Regions from separate parts of the Mus musculus genome. Here region 1 is linked to region 2. A link is a contact called in public promoter capture Hi-C data. All regions are on one chromosome and are shown on one strand. The core of a region is the stretch at or near the end of the contact, and the rest is flanking DNA. Distances in the headings are between cores, read along the strand shown. Region 1 holds the start of Prkar2a (protein kinase, cAMP dependent regulatory, type II alpha). Region 2 holds the start of 4930447F24Rik (RIKEN cDNA 4930447F24 gene).

Region 1 (6,453 bases), core at 3,839-6,338, 560 kb before region 2:
TTTATAACATAAGCTCAAATAGGATCCAAGGGCTCAGCAACATCGAACAGATCCCTAATCATCAAGAAAATTCAGAATTTCTTCTTGAGGGGCTAGAGAGATGGCTCAGCAGTTAAGAGCACTGACTGCTCTTCCGAAGGTCCTGAGTTCAAGTCCCAGATACCACATGGTGGCTCACAACCATCCGTAATGAGATCTGACAGCCTCTTCTGGTGTGTCTGAAGACAGTTACAGTGTACTTACATATAACAATAAATAAATAAATAAATACATACATACATAAATAAATATTTTTAAAAAAGAATTCTTGAAAGAAAAACTAAGAAAAAGAGTGTGTGCACACCTCATGAGAGAGAAAGAAAAACTGTACAAAACATCTTAAGAAAGGATAAGAAGGTCTGGAGAGATGGCTCAGTGGTTAAGAGCACTAACTGCTCTTCCAAAGGTCCTGAGTTCAATTCCTAGCAACAATATGGTAGCTCACAACCATCTGTAATGGGATCCGATGCCCTCTTCTGGTGTGTCTGAAGACAGTGGTAATATACATACATAAAATAAATCTAAAAGAAAAAGGGCTAAGAGTGTAGCTAAGTTGGTCGAGGGCTTGCCTAACATGAATGAGGTCCAATGTATAGATGCCCAGTATTGCACAGCCCAGGAAACAGTGGGAGCACACCCATATTCTAGGTTTTTGAGAGGTGAAGGCAGGAGTTCAAGGTCCTCCTCACCTACCTGGTAAGTTTGAGGACTACATGAGATTCTCTTTGTTTAAAAAAAAAAAGAGGGCTGGAGAGATGGCTCAGTGGTTAAGAGCACCGACTGCTCTTCTGAAGGTCCTAAGTTCAAATTCCAGCAACCACATGGTGGCTCACAACCATCTGTAATGAGATCTGATGACAGCTACAGTGTACTTAGATATAATAATAAATAAATCTTTAAAAAAGAAAGAAAAAAAAAAGAAAAGGAGGGGGCTGGTGAGATGGCTCAGAGGGTAAGAGCACTGACTGCTCTTCTGAAGGTCCTGAGTTCAAATCCCAGCAACCACATGGTGGCTCACAACCATCCATAACGAGATCTGACTGATTCCTTCTTCTGGAGTGTCTGAAGACAGCTACAGTGTACTTACATATAATAAATAAATAAATTAAAAAAAAAAGAGCGGGGCGTGGTGGCATACGCCTTTAATCCCAGCACTTGGGAGGCAGAGGCAGGCGGATTTCTGAGTTCGAGGCCAGCCTGGTCTACAGAGTGAGTTCCAGGACAGCCCGGGCTATACAGAGAAACCCTGTCTGGAAAAAAAAAAAAAAAGCGGCTGGGTAGAGAGTTCAGCTGTTCACATAAGGACCGGCAGTCTACACCAGAATCTACATAGGAAAGCCAGGCCTGGTGGTAGGCACTTGTCATTGTAGCACTGAAAAGACAGACAGAGGGATCTTCGGAGTTTGGTGGCCTCACAGACCAGCCTATGTGAGCTCTAGGCTAATAAAATTTGTGAAAGAAAGAAAGAAAGAAAGAAAGAAAGAAAGAAAGAAAGAAAGAAAGAAAACCAACTCCTGAAAAGTGACAAAAGGTTGACCTCTGTTATCTGTGTGTGTGACTGTCTGTCTGTCTGTCTGTCTGTCTCCCTGGGGGCTCAGCTAAGGAGATTGAGGCAGTAAGATCCATTTAAGTCCAGGAGATCTGATCATTTCAACCAGCCTGGGCAACATAATGATATCTCAGAGATCTTTACAGAGATAGCTAAGACCAAGCCACAGAGATACTCAGTGGTTAAGAGCATAAGAGCATGCGCTGTTTTTATAAAGAACCCAAGTTCAGTTCCTAGCACCCAACCATATCAGGGGACTCAAAAGCCGCTGCAACTCCAGCTCCAGGGAGATCCACAGCCTCTGGCTTCTGTAGGAACCAGCACTCATGTGTATACTATAATTTAAAATAATAAAAATATTTTTAAAAGAATATATACAAGACTAGTAATGTTCAATCATTTTATTAAATTCCCCCCCCCCTTCTCTTTTGGGTCTTGTTATGTAGCCCCAGACGGCCTGAACTTACTATGTAGAGCTAATTGGCCTCAAATTTATGAAACCCTTTGCCTCTGCCTCCCAAACGCTGGGATTACAAGTGTACATCACCACACCCAGTCTACAAGCCACTTTTAAAATCTGGTGTGCACCGAAATGAACCAAACTCAGAACCATCTGAGGATCTAAACAAAACAACTCTGGAACATTACCAAGCAGGTAATGTTTGTTTTGCAAGCAGATACACTGAGCCTTAGACACTTGGATTGGAAACAAAAAGAGAAATCACTTACTAACTATGGTCATGGAGCCAACAGACAAGAAGCCTCAATAATCTGACCCCAAAGAACAGAACCCATAAGACTAACCTAAAGAGGAAAACCAGATCTGATGCCCCACACTTTGTAACCCAAGCACTCAGGAAGTAGTGAGTTCCAGGACAGACAGTGCTACACAGAGAAGCCCTGTCAAAAAAAAAAAAAAAAAAAAAAGAGGGCTAGAAAGATGGCTCAGTGGTTAAGAGCACTGACTGCTCTTCCAGCGGTATTGAGTTCAATTCCCAGCAAGTGTACTCATATACATAAAATAAATACATCTTTAAAAAGAAGAAAAAGAGGAGCCTGGGCTGGAGTGGTGATGCACATCTTCAATCTCAGCACTGGGGAAGCTGAGGCAGAAGAATACAAAGTTCAGGCCTGAGCTCAGTTCTCAAACCCTATCTATAAGGAAAAAAAAGGGGGAGGGAGGGCTTAGTATTTCTGGGTATAGATTCAAGAATAATGGAAACACACACCTACAAAGTAACCCTGTCCCAGAGTCTAGAGCAGCACATTCCCTCTACCCACAAAGTAGAAACCTCCAAATGACCACTAACCGCTGATACAATGTAGCATAGCCAAATAAGGAACAGTTGCAAGTACAAAATCCAACCAAAAGCAGAAGGCAACCAAAGAAAAGTTAAAGAGGGAAGAACACTTGCAGGCAGGAGCCAGGAGTCTGCAAACAACCTTGCAACACAGCAAAGCTGACAAAAAGATAGCCATCGCTGTCATCCAACTCCAGAGTTTATTATTCCAAGTGGGAGTCCTGCGCTCATTAATACTCTGAAGGGAGGCTCAGCGCTGGAACAGAAAATAAAAGGGCTAGTGAGATGGCTCAGTGCTTAAAGCCACAGGCTGCTCTTCTAAGGAATGCTGTTTTAATTCCCAGCACCTACATGGTGGCTTTCAACCATCTGTATCCTCTTTTGGCCTGAGAGCTGCCTAATATAGTATGCATATACATGAGGCAGATAGACAAACACATAAAGAAAAATAAATCTGCCGGTGTTGGGCATAGATTGCCCATTTTTAATCCCAGCACTACTCAGGAGGCAGAGGCAGGCAGATCTCATGAGGTCAAAGCCAATTTGGTCTACATCATCCAAGGCTACACAGTGAGACTTTGTCTCAAAAAAAAGGGGGGGGGGATTAATTAAAATTAAAACAATTAAAGCAGGCTAACTCTATTATGTTAATAAAGCATAAGTGGAAGCAACCGAGGAAATAAAATTGCTCTTTGACAGTCTTACTTAAATCAAATGAGTAGAATGTTACTTGTATACTTCCCTGCAATCAACACTGGAATCGAGGTATTGATTATGCTCGCCAGTTTGATTCAATTGTTTTAACCATATCGAAACTTGGAGGAGGAGGAGGAGGAAGAGAAGGAGGAACGCATAATTAACTGGACACGAATAAAATGGCATAACTGAAATTTCCTTTACATACTTGAGCAAAGGGAGAGAGGAAATATATATATAGGTAAAACAATAGTGAAAATATTGATAACTGTTGAATGTGAGCGGCAGGCAGTATTGGGGGAGGAGGTTCAGCTACTGAATGTGAGTGACAGCATTTAGGGAGGGGCTCAGCTCATCGTTCCTCTTATGTGTATGCTTATAAGGTTTTCATTGAGGCAGAGGTAGATAGTTGACCCCAAGTTCGAGGTCAGCTTGAACTACCTACTGAGTTCCTGCTTAATCAAGGCGATCGGCCTCGTCTCCAACAGTTTTCAGCAATAACTCTTCCAAAACGGAATTCTTTGCAAATGAAATGATCATCCGGTTTATTCGGGGCGAGCTGCCGGGTGCTGGTGCTCTTGTCTTCGGAAAGCAAGCAGGCTATGGGGTCTAAGGCAAAGAGGCAGAGCAGCTTCTGGCGGGACCGACTCAAGCTCCGCGCCACCACGCGGACCAAAGAACGCGCACGCTTCATTCAAGGCAGAATCTGACAAATCACTCTCCGTGAACGCTCGGGCTCAGAGAACCGCGGAGCTCAATTTGGAATGCTCACACGCCGGGGAACCCAAGCAGCTGGGCTGGAGAGCTCTCGGGTCTCGGCCCAGGGTAAGGCCGGGAGCCGAGCCCAGGGCACCCCTGGTCGGCCCTCGGGTCCCTCCCTGAACCCTTCACTCGGTGCCCACATCGCACCTCGGCCTTGCCCCGCCCGCCTACCTTCCAGATCGGCATCTTCCGAGTCCGAGTCACTCTCCCCGTCCTCCTCGATGACGGGGACTGCGCTGGACTCCTGCGTGTGAAAGGTCGTCGGGGAGACGATGAACGTGTCTGATTCCTGGCGGCGGGCCTCGCGCAGGCGTGTGAAGTACTCCACCGCGAAGTCGACGAGGTCGGGCGGCTGCTGCCGAAGCACCTCCACGGTGTAGCCCTGCAGCAGCTCCGTGAGCCCCGCGGGGATCTGGATGTGGCTCATGCCTGCGACGTCCGAGGGGCCCGGCGGGTCCGGGCGGCCGGCGGCTGCAACCTGCGCGCTCCCTCACGCCGGCCTGTCACTCCGCGCCCGCGGTCTCCCGCGCGGCCCGTCTCGGCCTTCCTCGCGTCGCGCCTTATTCTGGCCGGGTCTGAGTTTGTTGTGCGGGCCGCGCGACCCTTCCGCTAGCAAGCCAGCCTGGCGCCGCTGCTGTTGTCACCCGGCCGCAGCCGCCGCCGCTGCCGCCGCCGCGCCGCCGCCGCCGCGGGGACCGCCGGGCAGGCAAGCTGGACGGGCGCGGCAGGCGCCCGGGTTGTGACGCACGCGGCCGCGGGCGTGCGCGTCCCCGGCCAGGAGCTGGCCCAGAGTGCGCGTGCGCCGCTGAGCCTCCCGCTCTCGGAGCAGCCCATGGTCAAGGTGCGGGAGGCCCCGGAGATGAGGAAAGAGTGGCCCGGCTGCGAGGCGGGCTGGTTAGTGCGTCTCGCCTGGTCACAAAAACCTTTCACTCATGCTTTCGGAGCATGCTGCGAGCCTCTTAAAGGAGTGCCAGGGTCACTGAAGTGACACAGGACCACCTCACCTTGACCCCTGCTCTAGTGGAGGGCCAGAGGGCTTACTCTAGGGAACGACATTAATGCTAAGCCTAAAGTACTGAGCAGGTTTGCCCAGAGAACGATCTGGAGGAAAGTCCTGTACAACAGGAACAAAGACCTAGTCAAGTCAGAAGAACCACCTTGACTGACAGGTAGAACGATGCGTGCCTGACTGCCTGAGGTCCTAAGGAGTCTAATATGACGTCGTGAGATGTCAAAGGGGGAAGGCTTTGTAGGAAGTAAAAGTTTCAGTGAGATAGTCACTTGTGAGCCTCAAGCAGAGAAATAACCCTGAAAGAGCTCGCTCAGCCGATTGTGGGCAGTAAGAAAGCAGAATAATGCCAGGAGCTGGACAGACCTCGGGGCTTGTTCCTCCTTTTGGACACTTCCATCTTGGTCTTCAGGCCTAGACTTAGAGTCCTCCTTCCTCCCCACTCAACCCTGGGCCACACTACTTGGTGAAGTTGAGCAGACCACAGACCGTGTTGTCTTTTGCCTTTGGGAAGAGGGCAGAGGTGAACTAGAGAGGCACCTGCTGTTCCTCAACTTGTTTCCTCCTGTCACCAAACTTGAACAAAAGAAGTTACAGACCTTTCTGGAATATCCAGCCTAGGTGCTGGCCAAAGAGCCAGCGAGAATACTGTTCTCCCTCTCCCTGCCGGAACCAGCCAGCAACTCGTGAGCTTGGGAACCTGAAGGGTATTGGGATTGTTAAGCACCACCTGGTAATTAACCAGTATTAATTAAGATCTCCACTAGCACCGCCCATAAAGGCCTGGCACAAACCCAAAACCTCAGGCTGCTGGGAACTGAGCTGTGTATGGTGACAGGGGAACACCTTACTGAGGTACTCAATGTAGGGGCCAGTCCAGGCTGTAAGCTAGGTAGACCTGAGACTACAAACAGCTATGTGTCCCTGAATGTATGTTGAGTGGCGGCGAAGCAGTATCCAGCATGCTGGCTGGAGGCACTGACAGCATACTTGTGAAGACTGAATGAATGAATGAATGAATGAAGAAGGAACAAATGATACATTTCAGCAACAAAAGAAGCAGAAACTGCTCTCCTGACTTCAGTCTCATAATATGT
Region 2 (6,560 bases), core at 2,660-5,159:
TTAAGTAAGTGTTAGCTGTTCCATATTGGGAAAAGTGTGATCAAAAGAGGGGAAGCTCACCTGTTTGATCCTACCGCCTGAGAAGCCACAAGCTCCTGGCCTCCCGGGAGCAGGAAGACTTGGTGGATGGCCCATGTTTCTGTGGGATGGCCCCTCATCGTGAACCCCCTGGGTTCCCAACTCCATGAGATGCTCTCTTGTGCTGCAGCCCTAGGTGGGGTGGGTGAGAAGAAAGAACCGCACGTGGTGCGTATCCCAGCACCCCTTATGCCACAGCCTTAGCCACTTCCTCCAAGCCCAGAACCTTTAGAGAGATGGGAAGGGAGCCAGCCTTTAACTGTGCCTAGAAAAACAGCAGAGTAGGAGGACCTGGAGACTCTCAGTCCATCTGCCTCGTTGTGCTGGGCGGAAGCTGGGGCTCAGGGCCAGAAGGAAAGAGGGCCTCAAACTTACTGCAAATTGTCAGTATTTGGTGGAGAACAAACCTCTTGGCCAAATACTTCAAACCAATGCTGGGCTGGATGAGTCAAGTGGTCCTTTAGCACAAGCTTTTGGCATCCTTGGGGCATCCAGGGCTCTAAGACAGTGATGAAAGTTGGCAGCCTCTCCCAGGCTTGCTTCTACAGAGCATGGGTGGAGCTGCCAGTCCGCAACTCCCCACTGGAAAAATGCTGTCTTACTCTGTTCCACAGGCCCATGCCCAGCGACGGTCTATTCTGCTGGGGCCTCCAGATGAGATCTTTGCTTTCTTGGAGCTGGATTTCAGGGGTATTCCTGTCAAGGAAAGCTTAACCTTGGCACAGTTTCCTGAGGAGCGGCAAAGCACAATGGTCACATTGGTGTCATTGTCCTCTGTCACATGCTGAAAGCAGAGCCACCTCCTGGGTCATACCTTGATGTGAAGAGGAGACAACTCTGCAGGCTTTGCTCGCCCATCTGTTTCATCTTTCCTGGAAAACCACTCGTTTGCATACCTCTAACTCAGTCTAGGCTAGTCACTCCTCTGGAAAAAGGTCAAGTCTTTTTGGATTTTTTTTTTTTCAGTTCAGGGCAGGTAAAGAATTTCACCTGAGGGTTGGAGAGATGGCTTAACAGTTAAGAGTACTTCTGCTTGACACAAGAGCAGAGGGCCTGGGTTGTTCCAAGTACCCACAAGGCAGCTCACAACCATCTATAATTCCAGTTCCTAGGAAATCTGATGCCCTCTTCTGGCCTTCATGGGTATTGCGTATACATGGTGCACTGAAGTGCTTACAAGGAAAAAATGTGAAATAAAAATAAACCTTCAGGGCTGGTGAGATGGCTTAGTGAGTAAGAGTACTGACTGCTCTTCCAAAGGTCCTGAGTTCAAATCCCAGCAACCACATGGTGGCTCACAACCATCCATAATGAGATCTGATGCCCTCTTCTGGGGTATCTGAAGACAGCTACAGTGTACTTACATATAGTAAATAAATAAATGAAAAAAAATAAAAAAAAAATTAAAAAAAAAAAAAACCTTCAGCGGGGCGTGGTGGCGAAGCCTTTAATCCCAGCACTCGGGAGGCAGAGGCAGGCAGATTTCTGAGTTCGAGACCAGCCTGGTCTACATAGTGAGTTCCAGGACAGCCAGGGCTACACAGAGAAACCCTGTCTTGAAAAAAATTTTTTTTAAATTACAAAGATTTCACCTGTTAGGAACTCTGCCAAAAGACCATGTAGAGGGTTTCATTTTGGCATCAGTTCTGTTTTTACCACACATAAGAAACCCTTGCTCTGATATCACATTGGCAACCAGAGGCCAGAGACGCTAACATTCAGAGCCGGGGATGGGAAATGGGGAAGTGCTTCTCCTTGTCTTCTCTTCTCTCTTTCTTTCTCTTCTTCTTCTTCTTCTTCTTCTTCTTCTTCTTCTTCTTCTTCTCCTTCTTCTCCTTCTCCTTCTCCTTCTCCTTCTCCTTCTCCTTCTCCTTCTCCTTTTCCTTCTTCTCCTCCTCCTCCTTCTTCTCCTCCTTCTCCTCCTCTTCCTCCTCCTCTGTTCTTCTCCTACCAGGGGTGTGAGGGCTGCTAGCCCAAACCCAGACAGGGTTTCTCTGTTTTACCCTGGCTGGCCCAGAGATAGATTCACTTCAAACTCCACTTGAGAAAATTACCAGGCTGATGAGATGGCTCAGCAGGTAAAGCCACTTGATGCCAAGCCTGACAACTTGAGTTCAGCCCCCAGGAGCTGCATGGAGGAAGGGCAGAAATTGTTCTTTGATCTCCAAACACAAGCCATGACAACACACACACAAAGACACCACAGAGACAGACACACACATAGACACACATAAACACACATAAACACACACAGACACACACAAACACACACAGACAGACACAAATACAGACACAGACATACAGACAGACACACAGACAGACACACAGACAGATACACATACAGACACACATACATACACACACACATACACACAGAGAGACAGACAAACACACAGACACAGACAGACACACAGACACACATAAAGACACACACAGACACATACAGACACACATAGACAGACACACACATATACACATACACACAGACACATGCATACACACACACACACACACACACACACACACAGACACATAGACAGACACACATACACACAGACACACACACACACAGAGTAAACAAAGAAAACTGTTTGAAAATGTAAATAAAACACTAGAGGAAAGAGTATGGTCAGGACCTTATCTACTCCAGGCTTAGCCGTTGCTGAGGCAGAGGCAGAGGCAGAGGCAGAGAGGCAGAGAGGCAGAGAGGCAGAGAGGCAGAGAGGCAGAGAGGCAGAGAGGCAGAGAGGCAGAGAGGCAGAGAGGCAGAGAGGCAGAGAGGCAGAGAGGCAGAGAGAGAGGCAGAGAGAGAGGCAGAGAGAGAGGCAGAGAGAGAGGCAGAGAGAGAGGCAGAGAGAGAGGCAGAGAGGCAGAGAGAGAGGCAGAGAGGCAGAGAGGCAGAGAGGCAGAGAGGCAGAGAGGCAGAGAGGCAGAGAGGCAGAGAGGCAGAGAGGCAGAGAGGCAGAGAGGCAGAGAGGCAGAGAGGCAGAGAGGCAGAGAGGCAGAGAGGCAGAGAGGGAGGCAGAGAGGGAGAGAGGCAGAGAGGGAGAGAGGCAGAGAGGGAGAGAGGCAGAGAGGGAGAGAGGCAGAGAGGCAGAGAGGCAGAGAGAGAGGCAGAGAGGCAGAGAGAGAGGCAGAGAGGCAGAGAGAGAGGCAGAGAGGCAGAGAGAGAGGCAGAGAGGCAGAGAGAGAGGCAGAGAGGCAGAGAGAGAGGCAGAGAGGCAGAGAGAGAGGCAGAGAGGCAGAGAGAGAGGCAGAGAGGCAGAGAGAGAGGCAGAGAGGCAGAGAGGCAGAGAGAGAGGCAGAGAGGCAGAGAGGCAGAGAGGCAGGAGAGGCAGAGAGAGAGGCAGAGAGGCAGAGAGAGAGGCAGAGAGGCAGAGAGGCAGAGAGGCAGAGAGGCAGAGAGGCAGAGAGGCAGAGAGGCAGAGAGGCAGAGAGGCAGAGAGGCAGAGAGGCAGAGAGGCAGAGAGGCAGAGAGGCAGAGAGGCAGAGAGGCAGAGAGGCAGAGAGGCAGAGAGGCAGAGAGGCAGAGAGGCAGAGAGGCAGAGAGGCAGAGAGGCAGAGAGGCAGAGAGGCAGAGGCAGAGGCAGAGGCAGAGGCAGAGGCAGAGGCAGAGGCAGAGGCAGAGGCAGAGAGGCAGAGGCAGAGAGGCAGAGGCAGAGAGGCAGAGGCAGAGGCAGAGGCAGAGGCAGGCAGGCAGGTCTAACTTACTGCCCCCATCCTTAACCTCATGACAAGCCCTGGGCTTGGATGCTTACCGAAGGTGGGTTGTGCAAAGAAGGAAGGGAGCCAATGTAATGGTCTAAGCCTCTCCCTTTAATGTCTGCATCCCACTGCTTCCAGCAAAGGCCAGGACACCAGATGGCCTGGGGGTGGAGCTATGAGCAGCACAGAGTCCTCAGCCCTAGCCAGCAGCCTGTCCCCTTTCCTCTGCCCCATCCAGGCCACACTGCTGTTTGGGCCAGATTCAAATGAGGCACAGGTGTCCTAAAGGCATGGGATGAGGCCTCCTCCAGGAGGAGATGACTACAGTGCTTCCCTCTAACCCTAAATAAAGTGGAAGTGGACCTCCAGGCAGGCTGGGGCAGGAAAGGGATCTTAGCCACCATGTGCCTAGTCCTTAGGCCATTTGCCTTATAGAAGCCCCCCTGATTAAAAAATAACAGCAACAGCAAAACCATTCAGTCAACAGGGGAAAGTCCTCCAAGCTTCTAGGAGCTCTTAGGCAGCCAGCCCTGGTGTTAGAACGCGGCCCCAGGCTGCCTGTTTTCTGGAGACAGGGCCGACCTTAACTGTATCTGTAGGATGGAGAGCAGAGACACGGGAGAGACAAGAGTGCTGTTGCATGGGCTGTTTTGTGGCTGAGGCCATCAGGCATGGAGTGCTGGCACTGAAGAGCCTAGGCATCAACCAAACAGGAATGGGAAGGATCCAGAGCAGAACAATGCAGCTCACCACTAAATCATATATTGTTTTTTTTTAAAGATTTATTTATTTATTTATTTATTATATGTAAAGTACACTGTAGCTGTCTTCAGACGCACCAGAAGAGGGCATCGGATCTCATTACGGGTGGTTGTGAGCCACCATGTGGTTGCTGGGATTTGAACTTCCGACCTTCGGAAGAGCAGTCGGGTGCTCTTACCCACTGAGCCATCTCACCAGCCCTAAATCGTATATTGTTATATGTAAAGCCAAGTGAAACAGGACAGAGACAGTGGAGTAAAGACGGCCAAGAAAAGGGGGGATGAGATGGCTCAGTGGGTAAAGTTACTTGCTGCCAAACCTGATGGACCGAGTTCAACTCCCAGGACCTACAGGGTAGAAGAAAACTGGTTCTTGCAAAAGCTGTGATACATGCCCACACAGGCACACACAGACCCTCAAGTAGTCAGAGCAAACTTGCCAAAAAAAAAAAAAAAAAAAAAAAAAAAAAAAAAAAAAAAAAACCACACACACACACAACCAAGTTGGAGGGGACTGGAGTGATGGCTTTGTGGTTAAGAGCACTTGCTGCTCTTCCAGAGGACCAGGGTTCAGTTCTCAGTACTGGGATCGGGTGGCATAGCTGCCTGTAACTCCAGCTCCTGGAGATTCGATGCCCTCTTCTGCTCTCCACAAGTACTGTGCATGTGCACACACACATAAGAGTAAATAAAAAAAATTTCAAACAAGAAAAAGTGAGATCCTGACTCAAAAAGGTAAATAAACACAAAATCAAGCTAGGCACAGGATGCTCATCTTTAATCCCACCAGTCTCCAGGCAGAGGCAAGCAGATTTCTCAGTTCAAGACCAGCCTGGTCTACAAAGTTAGTGCCAGGACAGCCAGCGCTACCACAGAGAGAAACCCTATGTAAAAAGAGAAAAGGAAAGGAAAGGAAAGAAAGAAAGGAAAAGAAAAAACAAAATCAGAACAACAACAAAACCCCCAAATCTCCCAAATTTCACATATACATTTACATGATTATTATGTCTGTCTGTCTGTCTGCCTCTGTCTCTCTGTGTGTGTGTGTGTGTGTGTGTGTGTGTGTGTGTGTGTGTGTTTCTGGGATTCAACCCAGGGCCTAGGTAGTAGATACTAAGTATTTTGCTAATTAGTTACACTCCAAGCTCAAGATAAAATGATCTTTGTCAAGAAGTACAAGAACTTTGAATGGAGAAAGCCAAATGATGCTGGGAAGGTTGGGTCTCCACAAGCAGTAGAATAAAGCTGGACCCTTACAGCAGCCATACATAACCCTTAACCCAGAGTGAGCGAGACACTTACATATACAAGGTGACGCTGGAAAGCTCTTAAGAAGAAATACAGGACAAGCCCTTCCAACTTTGGACTTGCCTGTGGTTTCTTATCTTAGACACCAAAGGCACAGTCAATAGAGAGAAAGACAGATCAGACTGGATGAAAATTTAAGATGTTTGAGAGAAGGCTGGAGAGATGGGTCAGTGGTTAAGACTGCTCTTCCGAAGGTCCTGATTTCAATTCCCAGCAACCACATGGCGGCTCACAACCATCTGTAACGAGATCTGATGCCCTCTTCTGGAGTGTCTGAAGACAGCTACAATGTACTTTACATATAATAAATAAATAAATCTTTAAAAAAAAAAAAAAGGAAAAGATGTTTGAGAGAAAATAATTGCCAGACTTATACCTAGTAAGTAGTTGATATATCCAGAATATACAAGCAAACCCTACAATCCAACTAAAAGACACTAGGAGAGCAGTGGAGGAGCTCAGCTCTGTGACAGTAGCGTGTCCTTCTCAATACTGCATCATGGGAAAATATAAACCCACAGGAAAGTTGAAAGAATTGTATAAGGAAAACTCTCAGATCTGTTACCTGAATCTTTAATTAGCCTGTGACTCTCCTGGGGTTTTGTTGGGGGGGTGGGAGGTTGTTTTGTTGGTTTTGTCTGGTTTGGTTTGGTTTGGTTTGGTTTGGTTTGGTTTGGTTTGGTTTGGCTTGGCTTGGCTTGGCTTGGC

What was found. Promoter capture Hi-C pulls out the DNA fragments that hold promoters and counts their contacts.
Region 1: a promoter capture Hi-C map of liver shows a contact between it and region 2, with 2.6 times the contacts expected there. The contact joins the promoter of Prkar2a here to the promoter of 4930447F24Rik in region 2. A contact is called at or near these places in 5 of 39 promoter capture datasets (frontonasal cranial neural crest, liver, maxillary cranial neural crest and 1 more).

What each region holds. Positions count from the first base shown.
Region 1 is chr9:108,690,778-108,697,230 of GRCm38.p6, reverse strand. It overlaps Prkar2a (protein kinase, cAMP dependent regulatory, type II alpha), which reads right to left and starts at 5,088. Exons shown (of 11, transcript NM_008924.3): 1 at 4,519-5,088. The coding sequence starts at 4,774.
Region 2 is chr9:108,131,067-108,137,626 of GRCm38.p6, reverse strand. It overlaps 4930447F24Rik (RIKEN cDNA 4930447F24 gene), which reads right to left and starts at 3,909. Exons shown (of 3, transcript NR_126078.1): 1 at 3,837-3,909; 2 at 61-210. All of the region lies in intron 2 of Bsn (bassoon), which reads left to right.